2 separate regions of the Gossypium hirsutum genome follow, and region 1 is linked to region 2. The links are chromatin contacts, called in public Hi-C maps. All regions are on one chromosome and are shown on one strand. The core of a region is the stretch at or near the end of the contact, and the rest is flanking DNA. Distances in the headings are between cores, read along the strand shown.

The links. Hi-C and Micro-C count contacts between places; a contact is called where the count stands out from the background.
Region 1: a contact with region 2 is called in a Hi-C map of leaf, with 2.5 times the contacts expected there. The contact joins the promoter of LOC107896405 here to the promoter of LOC107896591 in region 2. A contact is called at or near these places in 2 of 34 Hi-C or Micro-C datasets (both in leaf).

Annotation. Positions count from the first base shown.
Region 1 is chrA10:101,967,490-101,974,049 of Gossypium_hirsutum_v2.1, reverse strand. It overlaps LOC107896405 (protein REDUCED WALL ACETYLATION 2), which reads right to left and starts at 3,279. Exons shown (of 16, transcript XM_041079147.1): 1 at 2,940-3,279; 2 at 2,738-2,829; 3 at 2,498-2,638; 4 at 2,349-2,405; 5 at 2,160-2,232; 6 at 1,754-1,912; 7 at 1,398-1,547; 8 at 1,065-1,320; 9 at 869-984; 10 at 676-762; 11 at 510-598; 12 at 359-421; 13 at 217-273; 14 at 1-92. The coding sequence starts at 2,972.
Region 2 is chrA10:101,806,193-101,812,441 of Gossypium_hirsutum_v2.1, reverse strand. LOC107896591 (probable WRKY transcription factor 48) reads right to left here and starts at 4,390. Exons shown (of 3, transcript XM_016821788.2): 1 at 3,474-4,390; 2 at 3,143-3,286; 3 at 2,011-3,040. The coding sequence starts at 3,946. The coding sequence ends at 2,608.

The DNA of each region.
Region 1 (6,560 bases), core at 2,030-4,529, 160 kb before region 2:
GGTATATGGAAGTCGTAAGCATGAAATTCAACATTGGGTAATCTGGGATCAGAGAAAGGAGCAGCTTAGGCTGACCATCTGGAATCCCGGATCTGCACATTGATCGGATATTGAGTTTAAAATATCATATGCTATGATTTAGAGGTTCGAATTTGGATCAACTCCTAGCGAGCAGTTGAAGCACCAAGAATTCTCATGTTGTCAACTTCAGCTTACCTTAGCCAGATGTGAATCTGCGAGATATAGGTCTCCAGTGTAATCTTTCCAAGCCATCTGGAAATGAAAGACATATTAGCTCCACCTTATTGGCCATCGGAAAACAAAAGAATAAAACAAGAGATAATTAAGGGTTACTTACGCAAAAAGGGTTAAACTGTAGCTTCGGAAGGATTGGGTAACATTTCTTAAACATATATACACACTGGTGAAAACAAGGAACAAAAATTTATCAGTAAGAGCCAAAATGTTCAGATATGTCAAAATATCAACACAGTCAACATGAGACCTACGTTATCGGGATCCATGACGTGTAAGGGTGGTATTTATTGTAGGTGATCTTGTCAAGCTTGTAAATGTGCTCGAACCATAGAAATCCCACCTGCAAGTTAATTGAAACCTCATGAATAAGAGTTTCTAGGAAAAGGAATGGCAAGTCAAAAGGGGTATATATGATACCATCAGGGCTATTATTGCCACAGCTATTTTAATTGATACTCTCCGCTTCACCTCTGTTTCCTCGAGTTTTTCCATCCATCGTTCAACCTGCAATAGTAAATCCCAATATCTAGCTATCAACTCCAAAAATTAATTGCATTAATTCATAGCAAGATACAATGAAAAGATCGAAAATAATTGCATCAGAACTTACAGTTGGATGGTAATATGCATATATCATCCCAATAATCCAAATATAACGATCAAGGCCAGAGCGGAAATGCCATTCATGCAAGAGGGGAAGGTTTGGCTTTGCCGGATCAGTATATCCTGCAATGGTTTTTATATTTTTCCCATCAATATGACCAAAAGTTGTTTAAATAGAAATCATGCTTTGGAAAATTACCCACCAAGGAAAAAGGTGAATGGGCTCCAGAGAAATTCAAATACTCCAGGCACTTCCCAAACTAGGATAACCACCAAGAAGCAGGCAATGATTTTTAGAGCAATGACTGACCCTTTCTCATTGTACTTGTTCAGAATACCAAGTGCCCCATAAACCATAAGAGTGAATAGAGTATGCATGGGGCATATATAGTATAGCATATAACTATTATTGAGGACAACACAGCAAAAAAATACCAAGAAATTGAGCCGCCACATCATCTGTTCAATCAAAACACTCAACGTTGGAACTTGAAACATGGAGTAGTTTACATGATCTTTACTTAGGGAACTCATACCTGTGCAAACCTTGCAAGACTGAAATCTTTGCGCACATAATAATATGAGAAGTTCCCAAATCCAGTCATCCAAACATAAGCAGCAATGAAAATTCGGATAGCATTGTAAATCTCTGATGCTGCAAAGTAATGGTACATCAAAAATAAGACCTGCAAAATAAATGGGGGAAAAGTAAGCACAAGACTATCAACAATCCTTGTTCAGCAATGCTGGAACAGTTTGCGTGTAAGCAGCATTGGCCACAAATGTTTGCACTTTCTATGCAACCCAACACATTCTATTATTACAAGTAAACGAAGATCTTTCAAGAATAAAATTTTGCGGGTTTATTGCATCATTTCAAAGAATTACAAACCTGCATCCAACCTTTCCACTCCTCAGTTTGATGTCTGTTCAAATAAAGTATAGATTTCCCTGAAAATGGTGACTTATCATGGTGTATCTTGAATGAAGTTATTGCCGAAACTATGATGAGAAGAAAGTAGAGGAACAAGAAAAGATCCCGGTTGTAACTCTGCATAGACATACAATGAATGAGAGAACTTAATTAGCAAGCAATAATATAGTTTTAAATGATTATTTATTGCAGTAAAACTAAATTTGAAATCCATGACTTACTGCAATATTTTATAAGAAGAACAGAGTGCTCAGCAGTTGTTAACTTCAATTAAAGTTCATTTTTATCTTTTAACAAGTATCTATTATTCTATTTAGACACAATACTATAACTATGAATTATATACTGAAGTAATCATCTTCACCTTTTTCGAAGAGGCAAATACATCAGTACGGTCGCATATGTAATAGTATGCCAAAAGAACACCGAATTCAGATCTATAAGACGAAAAAACAAAAAGAATTGAAAAAAAGAGAGCAAGTTAAGTTACATACTATTAAATCTCTGAAAGAAATGATTCAAATATTAATCAACAAATAAAAAATTCACTTACATTGCTCGAAGTGTCAACCGATTCTCAATCAAGAAAGTTTCATCCATCATAAGAAACCTTAACAAAATCAAAGCATATAAATTCAGTACCTGATCAAAATAGAAAGAAATGAGAAGGAAAGAAAAGAAATCAAGGCTCCAATGACAAACTTGACAATTGGAGACACGGAAGATGTTGAAGACCGCGCTTTAGGAGAACCAGATTGAAGACCTCCGCCTTCCAGTAAAACCGCTCTATCTTCCTCCTTAACGGCACCATTTCCAATTTCGACTAAACTCACATCAGAATGCCTACTAACAGAAATACGAAAACAGAAAATTAATTTTTCACCAATAAAGTACGTTAATTAATTGTAATCGCGTCACAAAATGTAAAAAATCAGAGCTTACGCCTTGGATGCAAGTGAATTTTTCTTGTATTGCAAGTATTCTGCATAGATCCAAGCTGAAATCACCGGAAATACGCCGAGAAAAAACGAAACCTAGAAAAAAATTTAAAAAAAAAAAACAAGATTTTTCTTTTTTATATAAAAAAGAAGAAAGTTTAAAATGCAAGATCCGAGAGGGTTGGAGAATGCTGAAGTGAACGCACCTGACCGGGAGTGATCGGGCCGAAGATCATCATTATTTGGAAACTTTCGGCAAACGAAGAAACAAAATGAAAAGTGAAGTTAAGCCGGCAAAATCAGGCGCATTTGAGCGTAAACAGATGAGTTTAAAAAGAAAATTTACAGATCTGATAGAAATCTGGTTTTTCTAGCCAGTGAGTGGAAAGGAAAAGAAAAAGAAATGATAAAGACGACGAAGCGAAGTACAACAATAGATGGATTTGATTCAAAATAGCAGGGCATGTAGAGAAAGGAAAAAAAATACATAAATAACGATTAATTAAAATTAAATAAAATGTAAAGAAACAGAGTTGATAACCGAGAGACCTGTGTTTTTCCGTACCATATAACAAATAAATGGTTAAAATATCCTATATAACTACATGTACTATTTGTAAATTTAGAATTTAATCTTTATATTTTTATTTTAAAGAATTTAATTTTTTTATTATTTAAATTAAAATATATAAGTTATTTACCACCACTGTTAAAATTTATTTTGTTAAATTTAGAGTCATTACAACTTATTTTTTAGTTTTATAGCTATCAATTGGATTATTTTAATTTAAAATATCACACTAATAAATTTAATAAAAAATTTAACAGTATTTAACAATTTGACCTCAATTTTGAAATTATAAAAGTATAGAGATTAATTTTTTTAAAATAAAAATCTAGGGATTGAATTTTAATTTTACAAAGAGTATAGGGACTTATAGTACAGTTTTGCCTAAATAAATTAAAGGAAAATACAACAATAAATAAAGGTTAAATTTATTATTAGTCCTTGTACTTTGTGAAAGTTATAGATTTAGTCCCTATACTTTTATTTTATCAATTTTATTCTTTTTACTTTTCAAATTGGTCACTTTTAGTCCCTGTACTTTTCAAATATACATTTGGTTAAATTCAATTATTAGTATTGTGCCATACTTGCAATTATAAATTTAGTCCAATTTCTCCAATTGTATCATTCTAAGTCCCTATACTTTTTTAAAATATAGGGACTAATGACAGAATTTAACCAAAAATAAATATTTACATATAAATTATATATTTAAAAAAAATGCGATGTTTTCATGCCCATGAGATGTAGGAATGGAGTAGGGGAAATGGAATCGTCATGTTTTGAGTGTCAATTCATGAAGTTATGATGATGTTCAAAAATCATTAAAATTATTACAAAATATAAAAGATTATTTTAATATTTTAAAATGTAATTAAATGCTGAGATATCAATTAGTTGTATGTTAATATTTTAGGTAATTTGATAAAAAATTTAAGAATTAAAAAGGTGAAATTTTAAATAAAAAACAAAAATAACTTTAAAAAACCAAAAAGAAGTAATTATATTTATTATTTTTAATTAAAATTTTAGAGAAACAGTTGACGTTATAATATTAATTTGTTTTTTTAAATAAATTTGACTATGGCATATTGGTTTATTTAACTGGTAACTTCAAACTTAGCTATAATGTTAAAAACTTTTAATAAAAAATTGACACAATCTTACCTTCCAACTTAAAATAATAATAATAATAATTAAGCTGTATTTAGATTTTATTTAATTTTTAATTTTTATTGTTTGTGAAATCAATTTATAATGAAAAAAGTTATTGGTTAATTTTGTCACACGTCAATAATTAATTAATTTTAAAAATTAAAAAAATAAAAATTATTTATAAAAATGATATTTTAAAAATTAAAAATATATAAGAAAACATATTTTTTTAATTTTTTTTAAAACTAATTAAATGCTAATATAATTTATATATGAACTACCACGTGGATGCTAGTAAATGTTAATTTTTTTATTTATTTTGAGATGATTTGAGTTTAAAAAATAAAAAGTGAAAAATAAAACGAAAGGTTGAATAAATTATTATATTTTAAAAAATTTATATTAATAAATGTGATATGATATTAAAGAAATTAATATTGAGTACAAAAATAGAATAATAATTTAAAAGACGCGTGACCGAAATGTAGATGGGATGTGTTGTCGGCAGAAAGTTGGAAATTGTGAAGGGCGTGTTGGTGTTGATATGCCACCGACATTAATTGAGTGAGGATGAACACTGCGAGTGATAACCCCCAACCATGTATTATTTCGGGCTGGCTGCCATTGTCCGTTCTTTTCAACCTTCATCCAATTTTCATCAACCTATAAGCCCATTCTAATTGTAGACCCTCACCCCGTCGCTCCATAGTTTTTATTCAACTTTCAATATCAACTATATCATGGGCCATTGGTCATGGCACACCCCACCATGTTATTTATTTGAAAGATTGCAATCAATTGAAATAGTAAAGTTAAGGTTTTTAATTATTATTTATCATGTGGGAATATATCAAAATTATCGAAACATATTAAAATTTTGATCAGAATTAAATATAAATATTTTGATATCAGTTTAGGATTATTCTAATTGCTATATTTTTATGTATATATATAATGCTAAATTATCATGGTATATAAATATTTCGTTGTAATAAATTTTTGATAAGAATGAAATATAAAATTTACTTATGAATGGGTACGATACTAACTATTATGATTTAAATGCTAATTTATCATGTTTAAATTTTATTTGAGTGAATTTTATAGAATTTATATAAAAATATTAAAATAAAAATATCCTCATAATAATATAATTTTGTTAAAAAATAAAATTATTTTAAGGTTTATTATATAAAAAACCCCCTTAAAAACAATTCAATAATCAATCGAAAATAGCACTTAACTAAGCCCTCAATTGAATTTAGGCAATCAATTAAGCCATCATCCTTTGACACCGTTAACTTTGCCATGTGGCAAGTCGTGGTTGTGCCATGTGGCATAATTTAGTAATTTATTTTAAAATTTTTCCTCTTCTGGTTCCAGTGTGTATGAGTGATATTCTTCTTTTGGATTTTTCTTTGGGATATCATCGTTCTCTTTATCAATTATTATGGGTTATATTCTCGAAAATTTAGTGGAGTTTTACATCTTAGACTTCTTTATCTCAGCTATCTTATTATTCTTATTGTTTAATCTATCAAACATGGTTCATCTATAAAGGATATTCATTGGTTGGAGGTAATTACATCTATTATTGTTATACTTCCTGGTTGGATCATGGGAGCACGGTGATACAAATCTCAGATTTATAGAGGTTATGTTACTGTACTAGTTGTTACTGGAGCTACATTCGGTTTTTTTTCTCTCTTTTGTTTTAGAGTGCACTATTGATGTTTGAGGTATTATTCTATCTATATGGTTGTACTGTCGATCTTATTATAGCACTGTGGTTTTAATTCATCTCTGGTATGTTTCAAAGCTTCGATGTTAATAATTAAAATAGTTTTATTATGTATCCCATTTCTAGCTTTCATAAAGGGGATAGATAATGGCAAAAGTATAGATGGTGGAAAATCGAGCTTAACCTCGCATATTAGTTCTCATTACTCAGGTAATCTCGGATTATGTCAATGAGTCAAAACGGGATGTCATGTTTTGTATGAGTTAATGCAGTTTATGGTGATCTTTGGTTGGTATTCTAAGGGAATTACAGTAGACTGTGTGTCTAGATTATCTTGACAACAAGAAGAAAGAATTATTCTAA
Region 2 (6,249 bases), core at 3,141-5,640:
GAGGTCGACTTAAACAAAGATGAATGGTTTACAAAACCAAAAAAAATGGAGGAGAGCCAACGATGGCTCACCATTAAATGCATCACTTTTGCTTGTAAATTTGAAGTTCAATTCAGACTTGTTTGTATATAAAAAAGAACAAAAAATAATTCTCTCTCACTATATATACACACAATATCCTTAATATAATATCAATTTAACTGTTTATTTTATTAATTAGGATTTATCATATCAAATCATAAAAAAAAATAGATACAAAAACATAAAAAGAAACTAGATACAAAAGCATACTGAAATCTAACATATTAAAAATTGAGTTTGTGACTTTGATATTCCAAAGTAACACATAAATATTTCAAAAAAGTTACTCTCTCAATTTTTACATTTTAATTTTAATTATTAATTAACCACTCATCAATTAGAAATTAATTATTTGAGTGTCATCACATATTTAATTCGTACTTATTTGATAATTGAAGTCCAAGTAACATTATCTATACTAAATCATTTTTAATTTGAATTAACATGATAAATAATAATATATCTTCCCTTTAATAGTATATACATATGAATTATATTGGGTTGTAAAATCAAATAGAAACAATATTTGTATGTTATTTCTTGCTTAGATGTTTAATATGCCAATAAGTGTTAGGTGCAATAGTAGGAGTGCATATGTTTTTTAATATTTTTTTTGAGAAATACAATCATAAATTCTAAACATGAATCGTGAATGAAAGTCACTAGACCTAACTTTTTAGGATATATAGGTGTAAGGCAGATGATCTTCCATATCATATTTTGCAAATTGAAATGGTATGCATTCCACATTTTCCCTTCCAATTTAATTAGTGACTAAATTAGAAAGTACAAGAACCTTTTGGTAGCCAACATGATAGAGGTGAAAATATTGAATGTTGAGATAATTACATAAACGTTTCTCTCTACTCTTTCTTCTTTGTGGTATTAAGTAAACCAGTGACTATCCTATATTTACACACACACACACACTCTCTCTCTCTCTCTATATATATATTAACAAGAATAGTTTCCACAAGTTATGCTGCTTTGGACGGCCAACTTTTGCTGACAATATACTCATTCTTTCATGCACGTGGTTCAGAATTTTAACCCCCCCAAAAAACATATCCTTTCTGGATCGATGGTGTGTGTATATATATATATATAAATTAACATTAGCAGAAATAGAAGATGCTGTCTAAATTTCAAGCCAGCTGTTGTATACAAAAATCTTCCAACGGGATACTGATAACACAATCCAGGAAATTTTCATTATTCTTTGCCTCACCTTCTTCTTTATTCTTACATCTTCGAACATACATATATGTCTTGTCCCTGAGGTGGCCGGTTCTCCCAAACTAATGCATGATATAATAAGTATCTTGACCTGGAGCACTCTCATATCACAGTATGCTTTAACAGACAATACTGTAATTTTTTATTTTCATTTTATATAAACAACAAATAATAAATAAAAAGAGTATATATTACTGCTATATATACAGTGAATTCAAAAAGATTTTACTTTCTCTTTAGTTTCCATTTATGAAATTCAAGTGTGCATATTGACACTTTCGATAACAAAGAATATATGCATATATGCTTGGTCTATAGTTTGTACATGACATGAAATATTCTTTTTTAAGTTAAAGCTAAAGGATGGGATATTTAATATGATACAATGCCATTACTCCTCAAAGTAAATTTTCTTCCCAACCCAGATTTCATGTTGTCAAACCGGATCGTATAATTGACATTAGGTCTAAGCCTCGATTCTTGGACATCCCTAACCTCTTCCGCTTTCATTATAGTTTCTGCCCATAGATAAGTAGAGAAGCATGTGTGGTAAGAGCTAATATGGGGAAGACTAGTAGAAAGAGATATTATGTTCACATTCCATAAATTAGTGACTTGTATCTCCATAGCTTGGAAAGGAAGAAAAATCCATGATTTTTAAAAGGGGCTAATGTGAATTAGACTACCAAGTCATTGTTTTTTTTCATCTTTTTCTTTGCACTTCCATCAATGAAACATATGGCATTCAAATAATAATTTAACTTTTAACACATTGTTTTCACTGCCCTGCCCTCTCTCTTTCTCTAGCTTCCTAGGGTAGATTTCCCAGCTTCCTTTTTCTACAAGTTCAAGAGCTTTGACGCATCCAATAAAATATTGCTTTGCTAACAACTAGTCTGCATGACGACTTTTTCATGAAAAAAACCCTAACCCTAAAGTCTTCTTTGTACCTACGTTTTCTCTCTTGACAATGCATACAATGAAAAAGAAAGGAGAAGAAAATGACTAACGTGTAGCACAATTGGAAGAAATTAATAATAAAAAAACCCCAATATTTCCATAATTGAATTCTCCTTAAATACAAAGAATAATAACCACAAGAAAAACCAAGTACAAAACCACTTGTTCTCCTGCAAAAACACTATAAAAAGACAGGTGATTTTATACAGATGATAATAGATTGAATAAAAAAAGATATAGTGAATTGGGTTTTTTATCAGTTAGTAAAGGATTAGGAAACAACATACCAGCAATCATATAATTATATATAAAAAAAGAACCCATACTGTCTTACTGTTCCTTTGCCTCTTTCCTCATCTGTGTTGGAACAATATCCTGAAGGAGTCCATTGTCTCTTGGTAACGAAGCTGAAGAAGAAGTAGGAGAAGTATTAAAACGTCTGTCTTGAAGGAAATCAGGGATCGAGGCATTGAAGCTAGAGCCACTAGTAGTGATACTAGTAATGTTCAAAGAAGGCGATGAGTTATATATATAGGGTTGCAATTGTTGCTGCTGATGTAAATACTGAGGTTGAGGAACAACAAAAGATGGGCCAAAACTAGAGGAGGGATCCATGTTGATTCCAATGCTTCCTCGAGGAGTTATCGGGTAGGGATGCTTGTGTTGGCCTTCGTAAGTGGTGACAACGATGGTGGGATCATCGGAGGATCTCTCGACTCTCTTCTTCACCCCACAGCCAGCGCTGGTGCAACGATAATAGCTCCTGTTTTTCAACCATATAATATAGCAATGCTTACTAAAAATGAACATTAGTGGACCAATATGAAAAGGGAGAGGGGTTATTAGATTAGATATTGATTGATACCTGGGAAAAGGGCTGTTTTTCACAGCTTTTTGGCCATACTTTCTCCATCGGTAACCATCATCTAAGTGATCAACTTCACTCTTTGTCATGAACGCAAATCTCGGTTCCCTTTGCCTTTTTTGGTTCTTCTTTTTGGGTTTCAACCTAAACCCATAAAAGCAAAAGCAAAGCTAAAAAACAAAACCTTTACTTAAAAAATCAGCAATACAAAGCAACCAAAAGTTTATCCCACACTACCCCAAATATCTAACTCAAAAACAGAAACAATAAATAGAGAGAGTGAGTATTGAATCCAAAGCCATAAATGATAGTCAAAGAAAGGTTAGCTTACTGTTTCTTTGTCTTGTCTTGATGCTGCTCTTCTTCTTCATCATCTTCAGCTTTGGTTGGTTCATGATCATTTGCAGCTTCATTAGATGAAGAAGAGAAGGAAGAAGAGTTTGGTGTTGCAGGGTTGTTTAAAACTTCAGAAGATTCCGGCAGGGTGGAGGCCGGCGATGGAAGGGCTTGAAGCTGCTTCGCGTCCAGTTGTTGGTGAAGAAGTGGTTCAGATGATGTTGAGGGAGGTGGTGGTGGAAGAATCGGTGGTGGCTGAAAGGAATCGAATAAAGAAGGGGCAATGAAATCTTGATGGATGCCAAGCAAGTCCATGAAACCTAAAGAAGACCCCCACTTAGTATCTCCATCACATGCCCCTGCTCCAGTTGCCATGTCAAAGATGCTTCCACCGGAACTGGTCGCTTCTGCTGCTGCTGCTGCTGCCGCCGCTGACGGATTCTCATCGGAAAATATTAAATTCGCCATGGAAATGAAATTCTCTTTCTTCTTCTCCACACACTTTTTCACATATTCTCCTCCATATTTTTTGTTTTTCTAAGAAACAAAAGGAACCCAAAGTTCTTATCTTTGCATTAAACCAAAAAGAGACATTTTCTTAAAAAAAAAATGATAGAAAAAGAGAGTGAGAAAATGGGGTGAAGTGTATGTGAAAAAGACTTTGGGTTGGGAATTTGGAGAACAGCTTGGGATTATAGTATAAGCATAGGAGAAGAGTAGAGACCGGCATTTGCCGGTTGATTAAGTGTACGGTACGTGGCGATTAACGGAGGCCGGTGTTGGACCGCATTTATTGTTTATGGACCGCCCCCTCTATTTTAGGTCTACCTTTGGGTACGCGTTGACGGGGGCCGTCTTTTTTACTCCTTTTCTTATTTTATTTTTTAAACAAATATTTTCTCTTTTAATTACTTACTACCTCTAATCTAACTTACCTAATCTCGTCTCTTCTCTATTTTTGCTTTCAATTTATTAAGGTGTTTTTTCTATCATTTTTCCATCTTTTTGGCTTTTCAAGGCCACCCAACTTTAGTCTTTATTTTTTAACTTCATATTAAAAAAAAAAAGTAGTACGTGAAATCTATATCATTTTTTAAAAAAAAAAGTGAGAAAAGGGTGCCACCACCTCACCATATCTGAAATTTTCTTTTCTTTTCTTTTCTTTTAAAAAAAAAACCTCTATTTCTCTTATAACTGATATTGGAAAATGAAGTAATAAATAAGCGCGTTATGAAATGCTGAGCCAATGTATGCGTCAGCTGAGTTTCTAACTCATTACTCGCCTACTTCTTCCCCGACAAAACCCACACGCCTCACCAGACATTGTCCTAAAAAATCAAATAACCTGGTTCAATCCGATTTCCGTCTATATTATTTCTTTTATTTATAACTCTTCAATTTTCATTCAATCCGAAATTCTTTTTCCAAATTATTCATTAACTTTGGCTTTTCTACATTCGACCAAAATTCACTAATTATAATACCATCATGCAAATTCAAACGTTGTGTCTTACAAATTTCAGAGTTAAAAAAGTTATATAATCTCTTGAAATTTATCCAATACTAAAAAATATATATCATTTGTGTCTTTTCTTCTATTTTACTTCAATTTAGTAATTGTTTATACTTGCTTTTTAGATGGATGCAAATTGCTTCTAGTATGGTAATGGTTTGCTTTTAAAATAGATTTGTACATCTTTTTTTCGATTGATTTGAATTGAAAAGTGGTTTTTTTCAAAAATAATTTTTAACTTTTTCTCCGCAATTAAACTTGATTGAAATGTAATTTTTCCTTAAAGCAACTATAGTGTTTGTCAAAATTGATTCAAGTAGAGAAATCTATAAAGATTTTCTAAGCTTTTTGAGATACTTCATTTGATCTAATCACATGAGTGAAAGTGATTTTTTGTCCATTTGATTGTTCTACAAGAATTTAAACTCTTTTATTCATAGTTATCTCTTATAGCTTAAAGATAAAATAACTATTTTATATTATCACTTAATTATTTTATTTTTAATTAACGATAATTCAAATTTTAATATTAAAAAAATAATCATAACTAAATTTACTCACTGATAATATTAATTTTTATTTATTTATGTGAGAATTTTCGTCTAGGGATTTTCAATTTTTGTCATTGCCGACAAAATAAAAATATAGTAATCGTGTTTTCAAAGGTACAACCAAACTTCTACGGAGAAAATCCCAAAAAAAGAAGAAAAGGAAAATGGAAGTGAAAAATGTGGAAAAAAAGTTGCAAATTTCTGTCCACCATTCTTTGCTGCTACATAAAAAGTGGTTTTGTAATTTTGTAATAAAAATGATTTCGTGAAACCACATTTGCCCCTGCATTTTGGTCCCCGAATCACGGCCGATGTCGCCTCTCTTTTCATTTACACGTGTATTTTTGTCCTCTTTTCCGTTCCTACGTGTCCCATCCAACGGCCACCTTCTCTTCCCAAACCACATGCTCTTTTACGCGGTTTTGGTATATTCTTTCCTTCTCTTGTGGTTGCTTCCCCTACACGCCATCTTCATTTTCCACTTTTAATTATTTTTTTTTCTTTTTATATTCTTCTCCCCCAAGTTTTTGCCATTTACGCCTGATTTCTATTTTTCAACCATTTTATTTACGCTTGTTTCTTTCTTTATTTGGGCTTAATTATTTATATATATATATATATATATATTATTCTTTTACTATCTCAAATTTTAAATTTTATTTTATTTTGGTTTTAATTATTTAAGTGTTTACTTTTATTTGATCTCA